2 separate regions of the Ovis aries genome follow, and region 2 is linked to region 1. Evidence: chromatin contacts called from public Hi-C data. All regions are on one chromosome and are shown on one strand. Each heading gives the region's core, a stretch centred on a gene start, on an enhancer-like site or on the middle of the called end of the contact. The rest is flanking DNA. Distances are from core to core; before and after follow the strand shown. Region 1 overlaps WAPL (WAPL cohesin release factor). Region 2 holds the start of WAPL (WAPL cohesin release factor).

Region 1 (5,256 bases), core at 889-3,388:
CAGCCACTGCATTAAAAAACATTACAGCTGGCACTGATCCAAGAGCCCCGATTTGTCACTTTATACAAGGAAATAACAAAGTCTAAATGGGTAAAAATTAGACTTTTAGCTATTTTCCCCAATACACACCAAACTAATATTTTTATGGCTTCAAGTTTTACAAATCCAATGAAGAAACATGATATAACTACCTGAAAGGTATTTTAAAGTATTAAATGAAAATCTCTGGAAAGCCTGTATTCAGGCCCAATCAGTAAAAAAGAAAAAATGTATAACCAGTGGTCTGAACAATAATTAATACAATAAAAATTTGCAATGTTGTAAAATTAAATATATAAAATATGTTACTGTGTGCTCCAAACAACACACTGTTCTATGAACTAAAAGAATCTGGATGAAGAAAAAGGATCTTCTCTAAACCAACAATTTAAGGCTTTGCGTTTATGCATTTGATCCTGTCACTCTTATAGAAGAATATACATGTTATCTGGAAACATGAATTCCACATTGGTGTTTTAGCTTCCTTATATTTACTGTATTGAACATTAGAAAATATATCTAGAGAGTTCTCCCTCAAAACTTAATCATGTTTCGAGAGTCTCCCCTGACTTTAAGGGTTAAACTACCCTGGGTTTGTCTGTTTTGCTTCATCCTTTAACAGGGCACATCATCTTATATTCCCTCAAACTGTTATTTGTTTGCTTGCGTCTATAGCTATGACTTACTATGGTATGATAATGAATATGGTCATGGTCTCAAAGGTGAAAAATACTTCAACAACCCAAACCAAATCAAGAATAAAAAAATATACTAATCCCTTGTGTCTTTGGATTCCATCTAATTTTAAATATAGACAGTAGTTCAGGGAACAACAACAAAAAAAATTCACAAAATTATTAAAAGCTTTATTTACGATTGGAATCATTCAACAAAAAAGCAAAAGCAAATGAGCCTGAAAAAGGAACTAAGCTGTCGTCTAGAATGTCCTCAGAACATTCAATGCCTCAGTAGCTACGCTGCCTTTGCACCTGGCTGGCATGACAACAGTGGCTCAACATACACAGCAGTTGCACTAACAGCAGCACAAGTTTCCCCCTAGAGCTTGCCCAGAACAAAGCAAGAGAACAAGGGGAGAGTATAAATTCTGCCAAAGTGTGTTTAAATACTGCGTGGAACTGTTAACAGCCTGAACCTTTTCCCTCATTTTTGATAGTTGCAGATTGATGTAGTAACTGTCATTTAGCAAATGCAGAATGCATGACGAAGAAGAAATCAGGTGGCCTTAAAAATCCAAATATGAATGATACTGATGAATGTTCTTGGTGTATCTTCAAGGACTTCTTCCGTGACTTTTCTTTGTCTAAGTATAGCTCCAGCATTGCCGAGCACCTGAAGCAAAGGGCAAGCAGCTAGCAGTGTTCCAAGTACTCAATCACTCTAGAGATGGACTTCTGGCCCGTAGTTCCAACAGCACACTGGAAAGGGGAGGGGTGGAGGTCGGGGGCGGGGGGGGGGGGGGGTGGGTGGGTTGGCGGTGGGAGTGGAGGGGAAGTCACAGTTAATTCTCCAAAGCACTGCATCAGAGCTTAAACTATTTAGCTTTATTAAACCAAACATTATGACTCAAAACAAGGTGAGATCAAACTATGGCTTTCATAATACAGTATCAATGTATTTGGCCCTAATAATTCAGTTACCTTAAAGAAACCATGCAATTATTAAAGGAAAATCATTTTTTTGCTTCTGTTCATGATGGCCATAATACTTGTATTTCTACTGTCATTTCTTAAAAAGTATTTATTGAATTTTTCTTTTAATTACAGTATTTATGCTTTGGTTTTCTGGTTGCAAATCATGTGGGCTCTTAGTTCCCTGACCAGGGACTGAACTTGCACACCCTACACTGAAGGTGCCGTCTTCACCTCTGGCCTGCCAGGGAAGTCCTGCATTTCTACTGTCATAGTGTGTCGTATGTAAAACCACAGAATACAAGTTACTTACGGTAAGATTCATGAAGCTCAGGAATTTTTTGAGCATCTCTGTCATTATTGAAAAGTCCCCTTCTGGCAGATACTCCCGCACAGTGGTCACATTGATCTAAGGAAACAAACCAAAGGAGCACTGGTCAGGTGGCAGAACACAGGAGTCTGAACCTTGCACTGTGTAGTTGGTTTTGGCACACATCCTGTTTCAAACTTATACAAGGTCCTTAAACTCCCTGGTTAATATGCAATTTCCTTTTCCACACTCTAACTTTTGTGACCTGTGAGTCCATTCTCTACCCCACCCTATCCCATCCTCAGAAAGAAAGGAAAAAGATAAAGCTGCCAAAGACTACAAAGAAACATTTATGTGCATATTTACTTTTGTAAATGCACAGAAAAATGCCTGAAATAACAAAATGTACTGTAGGGGGTGGGGCAGAACGAGCAGGGATAAGAATAGCAAGGAAATGCAGACTGAGAAAGTATCCATAAAGCTGATAAGGAATGTAAAGAAAAAGATCAAGGAAAATTCTTCATGTAGGCTAGGAATTAACTGTATCTTTCCAAAGGAAATCTAGTATCATCTATAGAAAAAAAATGTACGCAATGTCAGGACAGAAGATTAGGATGTTTCCCTCCGTTATTAGCAAGAAGCAGCCAAACTGTATATAAACCAGTTTATGGTAAGAAAAACACATGGCCTGCTTAAAATGTTGTTTTATTTCAATACGTATTTAAAATGCTTTAAAGATTCATAAAGAATAAAAGGAAAAGCTCTTCTAAGGAGGCTCACCTATAATAAAAAGCACATACAAAAAGAAAAAAAAGACGGGAAGAGGGATGCTTTTGATTTCGTATTTGTTGATGAAGACATGGAAGAGTACATATTATCCTCTTAGGAAATTTGCAACCAATCCCCTCTCTCCCACTTTTACAGCTACTCAGTAAAAGCTTGCAGCTCCAATCCTGAGGGATTTTGCCATCTTTCAATGCTGTATTTTGAACACACACTGAGGCTATATTGAGTGGCACATCGTGAGGGCAACAGCTAGCTGCAGAGGTAATGCAAAGCTGGGTTTAAATGCACCCTAACCAACTGCACAGAGAGGGGCAGGGTAGCACGGTGGTGGGAAGACTGGATGCTGGCTATGAAGATGGCTCAACAAAAAAGGGTGCCTCTCTCATTCAGAGTAAAGAATTAGATCCTAGGTTTCAAGTGAAAGCTTCTCAACAACCCAAATCAAATCCTTTTCTATCAACAAATTACGAGTACAACACAGTAAGTAGCCAAGGCATGGGAAGGAGAGTCAGAGCATTTACTTTAAAAGTGTGCAATAAATGGTAGTGTACAGGAGGTAAGAAAAGGTGTGAAGCGGCATGGCCTACTTCAGAAATTTAGAAACGCAACCAAGGGGTGTGACAGACTCTAATACTAGATCAACTATGCTTCAGTAAAATAAAATACTGGAGAAGCAGTTAAGTTTGGAGTCTTATAGCAGTAAACAAAGCTATCATTTCCTAAATGACAGTGAGTCAAGAAAGACTGGCGGGTTGGAGGGTTAACATGATCAGATGTGCTCTTAAGGAAGTTAGCTATGGTGGTGGTATGCAGGATTTCAGGAAAGGAGAGTTGAGAAAAGCAAGAACAGAAAGGCCACAGAGAAGACTGACCATTAAAACACACCAGATGCCTACCGGGCAATGGAAAGTGACACCAGGGTCTCCTGGGCTTCCTAGGCATGCTGTGCTTTACCTTAGAACAGCCCTTACTGCACATAACCACCTGATTCTCGTCTTTCCTCCACTTAAACACTGGGCAAACCAATGTCTTTTACATTTTGTGGCATCAGCTAGCTTTTCAGGGTTAATCATAATGACCCCTAAGGTAAGAAAGACATCCTGGGCTCTATAAATTCACAGTATTGTCTACAACCTAACCTCTCGAGACATGAGAGACAAATAATTCACATCTGAAAAAAACTCAATTTTCAGATTACTTAAGAACACAACTGAAACCAGGGTGTATGCAAAATATGTAAAAATCTTTAAATAGCATACCCACTCTTTTTTGGGGGGTGGGGGTGGGGTGTGCTTTCCTCCTCCTTTTTGCTTGGTATGTGCTTCCCATTTGCCCTTAAAATCTCTGAATTTTAAGGAAATAAGGACAAGGGCTGAGCTTGAAGACAGTCCAGGAAAGGAAATAAAGATTTGTGGGGCCTCTAGCACCATGGTAAGAACTCTGGTCTTGATCCTGAAAGCAGTTGTGCCAGCAAGGGCCAGCAACGAAGTGGGCCAGTATGCACTCAGCTCAGAGCCTTTCTACAATATGGAATAAATGAACAAGAAAGATCCAGAAAAACACACTGGACTTAAGACAAATAAGGTACACAGGAAGAACAAAAATGACAATGGATAAAACTTGATGGCAAAAATGAGGAAATGTGGGTGGGCAGACAGAAGCCCTTCATATCATGATTACGTTCTTTTCTTCTAGCCCTCTAGTCTTAAGAAAAGAGAAACTAGCCATCCCACTATACAACAGGTCTCCATTCTTTCTTGCATCCTGAATGCCCTTGCTTGTAGGGGGAAAAAACCCACCTCTCTTTTATTTTAAAATTTCTCTCTTCTACTGGGCCTCTCTGTTAAAAAAATAAATTTAAAAAAATCCCACGTGTCCTCCATTTTAAAGCAGACTGTTCAAACAGTGAGAAATGTCCACTTCTGTGCTGATTCAGCCCAACTGTGTACACATTCACATCCTTTTCGTAAAGTGAAAGTGAAGTCGCTCAGTCGTGTCCAACTCTTTGTGACCCTATGGACTGTAGCCCACCAGGCTCCTCTGTCCATGGGTTTCTCTAGGCAAGGATACTGGAATGGGTTGCCATTTCTTTCTCCAGGGGATCTTCCCAACCCAGGGATCGAACCCAGGTCTCCTGCATTGCAGGCAGACAGTATACCCTCTGAGCCACCAGGGAGAGCCATGATTTTTCATAGTTAACTCATGATCTAAATCTCACATAGTAATCCCATTTTCCTGGCCAATGAGTCATCAAACAAAAGCATGTGAGCCAATCTTGGCCAAGGTAAAGGAAGTCGACTTTCTGCATTGGGTGTGGAAAAGTCCTAGGGAAAAGAAATCATTGCTCTTTAAACAAAGAGAAACAAACAGGCCACATTCTTCTGCTGGGCACTATTTAACTAGGTGAGACACAGAGTCAGCATAGGTGCATGAAGAAAGCTAGCAAAAGACAACACGCAGAGGAGAGCAGAG
Region 2 (5,474 bases), core at 665-3,164, 74 kb after region 1:
CTTACTGTAGATTTACACTAAAGAATCCTGTCTTTCTTGTTAAGCATAACCTAAAGAAACTAAGTGTATTTGGCAGCTACAAGAAACACAAAATAAGTCATTTCTTTTCATTCCTCCTTGAACGTGCAGCCCTAATCTACCGACCTACATTTACATCTACACCAACAAAGCTAAAATGTTTTGGATACACTAGCATGGTAATTACCTAAAAATGCTGACTAAAGGCTAAACCAAAAACCTAGACTTGGACTACTTTAGGTCCACACCAAAAAAACTCATGGTAAAAATGGTCCTAGAACTATAAGCATTCACTGTGACAAGCTGAAAGTCTGCCAATGAATACCTGATAGCAAGGAGTTAATTATTTTAACTGATAAATTATGCTTTTTTTTTTCCTCTCAGAACCTATGCCTTAGACAAATATATATTGAAATTCTGATGCAATAATGTCAGTGATTATCCAACTTTAAGGTGTGTGGAATGGAAAGTGCAGAGACGAGAAAAATTTGGTTAAGAGTTAGTAACTGTTGAGTCTGAAAGATGAATACACGGGAGTTCATTATATAATATCCCCTTTGCTGGTCTTTATACAGTTTTCCACGTCCTTTTTTTTAAGTCACCAGACAGACAATTGTAATGGCATTATCTAGGTTAAGACTAGAGTGTAAAGTATGTAGAAATTCAAAAATAAGTGTGTAGACGTATTTGACATTATTATTTCAAGTATATTCAAGTTAAGAACACAGGCTATCTTGCTCAGGCTTCAAACTCCAAAGATTACCTTACCAAAAAGGAAAGAATGATTCACAACTAAGTCTTTTTGGTTGTTGGGCCTTTGCCTCAGCCCAAAGCTTGTTGAATTTTCGGGGAAGTGCGCTGGAATAAAGAAGTCCTCACACTTAACCCCCAATCAAATCCAGAGTCTTTCAGATCTCCACGGGCTTAGGGGCTTCCCTGCAGGAATGAAAGCCGGAAAGGCCAAACCTCACCACCCAGAAATCCTCACCTGGGGGCGGCGGTGCGCTAGGAGGTGGCGGGGACAAGCGGCCCCCCTCCCCCTGGAAGCTCACGCAACTTTTCTCCTCCCCACCCCCACCTCCCAGGAAAGGGATGTTGCTTCCGACGCCCCGGAAGCCTCTGCCACCGAATCCCCAGGGTAGTGGAAGGCCTCAGCGGCGGCCAGGGGCGGAGGGAAGACAGCAAAAGATTTCGGCCTGAAACCAATACACTTGACCGCGCCTGGGGAGGGAAGTAAATCAGCCGTCGCCCAGAAAGAACTCAGAATAAAGGGGGAAAGAGGAAAAAGAGTTCTTCAGACCGTTCCGCTGCCCAACTTCCTCAGAGACCGGGTGGGTGAGACAGAGGACTTCCACCACCCCCTCCCAGACCCCTGCCTCCTCCACCCTCGGCAAGCTCCGGGCCTAGGCAGCCGCTCGAGACCTCACTTACCCTCGGCGCCTGGCGGGTGCTTTAGCCTCGGGCCGCCTCCGCCTCTCCCGCTCCCAACGGCCCACGGGCGGGCGCCGGAGCCCCGCGCGGGAGAACGGGGCCGGCTGGTGAGCGAAGAGAGGCAAGGGGCTCCGCCACCGTCAGAACCCGCGACTCCGCTCTCTGTAAATAGGAAACCCGGTGGAGGGGGGGAGGAGTGGCGGCACCGCAACTTCCCTCCCCGCCTCGAGCGCCGCCGGCCGGGCCCGGGCCTAGGCCTCCCTGGCTGTCGCCGCCGCTGAAGCTGGGACCGGAGCCCGCTACGTGCCCCCGATGGGCCGCCGTCGCCTCCTGCGCCGCCGCTTCCGTCGGTGAATGGTCAGCGCTAGAGTTTGAACAGGGCCCTGAACCATCTCAACGCCATTTGCGCTCCCGGCCCCCACCTCCTTCCTCCAACAGCCGCTCGCTCCGTCACTCCGCTTCCCACAGGCCCCGCGCGGCCTCTCGACCCCGCAGCCAATCGCGCGGCTGCTTACTCAAACCGCCGCGCAGGCGCCGCGCCCCGCATGCTCCGGCGCCCGCCATTGGTCCGGCCGTGGGGCCCGACGGGAGTTGTAGTCCCGGTCCGAGAGGTCTAGGTGCTGAGAGCCCGGCGCGGGAGCGGGCAGCGGGCGGAGCGGTTGTGGCTGGCCTGGCTGGCCTCGCCTCGCGAGCGAGCCAGTTTCCAGCTCCTGGCCTCGCCGGGAGACGCAGGTGCCGCGGGGGAGGACTGGGGGCCCAGTGCAGGCAGCTGTGTCAATCGTTTCCCCTCCAGGGACTCGCCGGTGTCTGGGGACGGTGGGTTGTGCAGCTGCGCCGGGCCTGCTGGAGTCGCCGCCTGGGAGCAGGGAGACCGGGAGCTCTCGGCTCGGAGCGGCTCTTGACCCCGACTGGCTAGTGCTGACCCGGCGCAGTTAATGACGGCGGGAACTGGGAGCCCGAGTAGCAGGGCACCCGATCAATGACCGCACCCCAAAGTGATGTCGGTCTGGCTTTTTAATGCGCTTCTAGGATCCGCTCGATTCTTACCTTCGTCGTTCTTTTCTCCCTCAGTCTGTCCCGAAGCCATTAAAAGTGACCCCTGAGAATATTGGATTGTATTAAGGAATTATCCAATCTTGTTGGATGTGATGACGGTAATGTGGTTAGATTAAGGAGAGACGGTGGGGGGAATGGCAAAATACTAAAAGTTTTGACAGATAAAATGATCAAGTGTCTGGGAAAATAACTCCTACAAACACCGATGGAGGGGAAAAAAAGCCAGTGGGGTGTTTTTCATTGCTGATGCTGTGTTATTCATGAGCTTATTCCAATTTCTCTGCTTGTATATCTGAAATTTTTCATAATAAAAAATGTTATGAACCAGTGATTTGTCTCTGGGGAAGGCAAGGAGGTAGATGATAGGAAGAAAGAAAATTTATTTTTCTCTATACAACATTTTGTGCTGTTCGAAGTTTTTTCCTTGTCAATGTATTACCTATTCAGAAAATTGTAAAGTCTTGTGATGGTGTTCTAAGACTACGGTGGGAAGACAGCCTTTGGAAAAAGAGTAACACAATTGGTTTCCTCCTAAGAGAGTTTAATGATTATTTGGGCTCCCATGGCCCTGCTGTTCTGTGAGGGGGGTGAATGATGATCCACTTGGGAAATTGGAAAACTGCTAATTGTTTTCAGTGAAAAACCCACCTCTTCTTCCACAAAAGTTAATTTGCTTTGAGTGCACCCAGAAATTACCAAACTGCTTCAATAAATTGGCAAAATCCAGACAAAAAATAGTTTAGACATCCTTGTAGCCCTTCCCAACAGAAATTTACGGTTGATTTTAGCTTGACTGAGCTGTTTTACTTTAGCACAACTGGTTGCAAAATTTACATTCTGACATTTACAGTTTCTGAAACACATCAATACTTGATTGTTCAAAACCAACTCTTAAATAGCTTCATTCTAATGGAGGTTATAACAGGTTTGTGTGTTCCACAGCATGTGACTTTTATTTGGGTCAGTTTTGTCTTTTTAAAAAAATTGGCATAAGCATCTTGTTTTATCAGTTGGTTCGAAGCCTCCCAGCAGAGGTGCAAACTGCACTTACTATAATTATTTAGATGACATGGTGGTGGGTGCTAATTAAGGGGTAATTATCATCAGAGGCAAAGGCTAAGATCAAAAAGCTGAAAGTGGTGGCGAGACAATTGCAGGATCTTTCTCTAAAAGAGTACTGTGAACCCTCTGGGACCAAACGATGCCCTCACACAGCTCATTACACCCTGGCCTCGCTGGCGCTTGGCACTTAGCTGGGTCAGTGACTTTGCATGAACCTTAAGTGGGAAAGTAAAATTTTTAAAGAAACAGCTGGTCTGTGAAACTCCTTTTGAGAACTTTTGGTGCCGGTAGGCATGTTAAATAATGGAACTCAATGTTAAATTCTTGCTACTTTAAAGAATGATCCCCAGCAGCATAATCAGAACCTGGAAGTTTGTTGGGAAAAGCAAGAATCTCTGAAAAGCAGAATCCTTTAACAAGATTCCCCCAGGTGACTGGTCCACAGATTAAAGGTTAACGTGTTAGTTGCTCAGTCATGTCTGACTCTGCTACCCCATGGGCTATAGCCCTCCAGGCTCCTCTGTCCATGGTATTTTCCAGCCAAGAATACTGGAGTGGGTAGCCATTCCCTTCTCCAGGAGGTCTTCCCGACCCAGGGATCAAACCTGGCTCTCCTGGATTGTAGGCAGATTCTTTACCATCAGAACCACCAGGGAAGCCCCAAAGGTTAATAAGTATTGTTTTAAAGTATATCCATAGCATTTGACGACACTCTAATTTCTTTTTGTTAGGAGGGGGGAGAACATTAAGAACATACTATGCATTAGATACAATACCAGTCTCTTGAAGTCTTTTACATCTATACGTGTCATCCCTATTCTACAAGCGAGGTAATGGAGATGTGGGCATTTGCTCAAGGTATTGTAACTAATGAGGGAATCAAACTTTTTCTTAGGCATTCAATTCACATTACTTACAGACCTTCTTAAATCTGATACTGCTGAAGCCCAGCTGAAGAATTGATGCTTTTGAACTGTTGTGCTGGAGAAGACTCTTGAGAGTCCCTTGGACAGCAAAGAGATCAAACAAGTCAATCCTAAAAAAAATCAACCCTGAATATTTGTTGGAAGGACTGATGCTAAACCTTCAATACTTTGGCCACGTGATGTGAAGAGCCAACTCATTGGAAAGGACTGATTCTGGGAAAGGTTGAGGGCAGGAGGAGAAGGGGGCGACAGAGGATGAGATGGTAGGATGACATCACTGACTCAATGGGCCTTGAGTTTGAGCAAACTCCGGGAGATAGTGAAGGACAGAAAAGCCTGGCGTGCTGCAGTTCATGGGGTTGCAAAGAGCTGGACATGACTTCAGTTCAGTTCAGTTGCTCAGCCATGTCCAACTCTGTGCCCCAATGGACCACAGCACACCAGGCTTCCCTGTCCATCACCAACTCCCAGAGCCTACTCAAACTTGTGTCCATTGCGTCAGTGATGCCATCCAACCATCTCATCCTCTGTCATCCCCTTCTCCTCCCGCCTTCACCCCATGGACTGTAGACCACCAAGCTCCTCTATCCATGGGATTCTCCTGGCAACAATACTGGAGTGTGTTGCCATGCCCTTCTCTGGGGGATCTTTCCAACCCAGGGATCAAATGCAGGTCTACTGCATTGCAGGCAGATTCTTTACCATATGAGCCACCAGAGAAGCTCTTCTGGACAAGATTTAGTGAATGAATAACAGATCTGGTACGTGATTTGAAAAAATTGTATGTGTGTGCATTGAGTCTGTAGAAGTTTGCTATATGAATACTGGAAAGAGCCGTGCTAGGGCTCTCCACCCTCATATGACCCACACTAAAGACAGGTGGAGAGCTTGCTCACTCCAAGGCCCCTCCTGGGGGCAGGTCAGACTCTGGATGTGTAGGCTGGACCACCACTTTACCCGTTCTCTCCCTGGTTCCACTGA

Evidence for each region. A called contact is a pair of places that touch in the nucleus more often than the background predicts.
Region 2: a Hi-C map of liver shows a contact between it and region 1, with 1.7 times the contacts expected there. The contact joins the promoter of WAPL here to the enhancer-like site in region 1. A contact is called at or near these places in 2 of 16 Hi-C or Micro-C datasets (liver and skin fibroblasts).

What each region holds. Positions count from the first base shown.
Region 1 is chr25:40,188,988-40,194,243 of ARS-UI_Ramb_v3.0, forward strand. WAPL (WAPL cohesin release factor) reads right to left here. Exons shown (of 18, transcript XM_060406434.1): 17 at 2,002-2,097; 18 at 1-1,475. The coding sequence ends at 1,410. Among named protein-coding and RNA genes, the nearest start is that of WAPL, 74 kb to the right of the region's middle. Within about 2 kb of position 2,139, at least 6 of the 54 cell types and tissues checked have an H3K27ac peak or open chromatin away from gene starts, as enhancers often do. A contact at or near this core is called in liver, where this site is marked.
Region 2 is chr25:40,263,564-40,269,037 of ARS-UI_Ramb_v3.0, forward strand. It overlaps WAPL (WAPL cohesin release factor), which reads right to left and starts at 1,915. Exons shown (of 18, transcript XM_060406434.1): 1 at 1,872-1,915.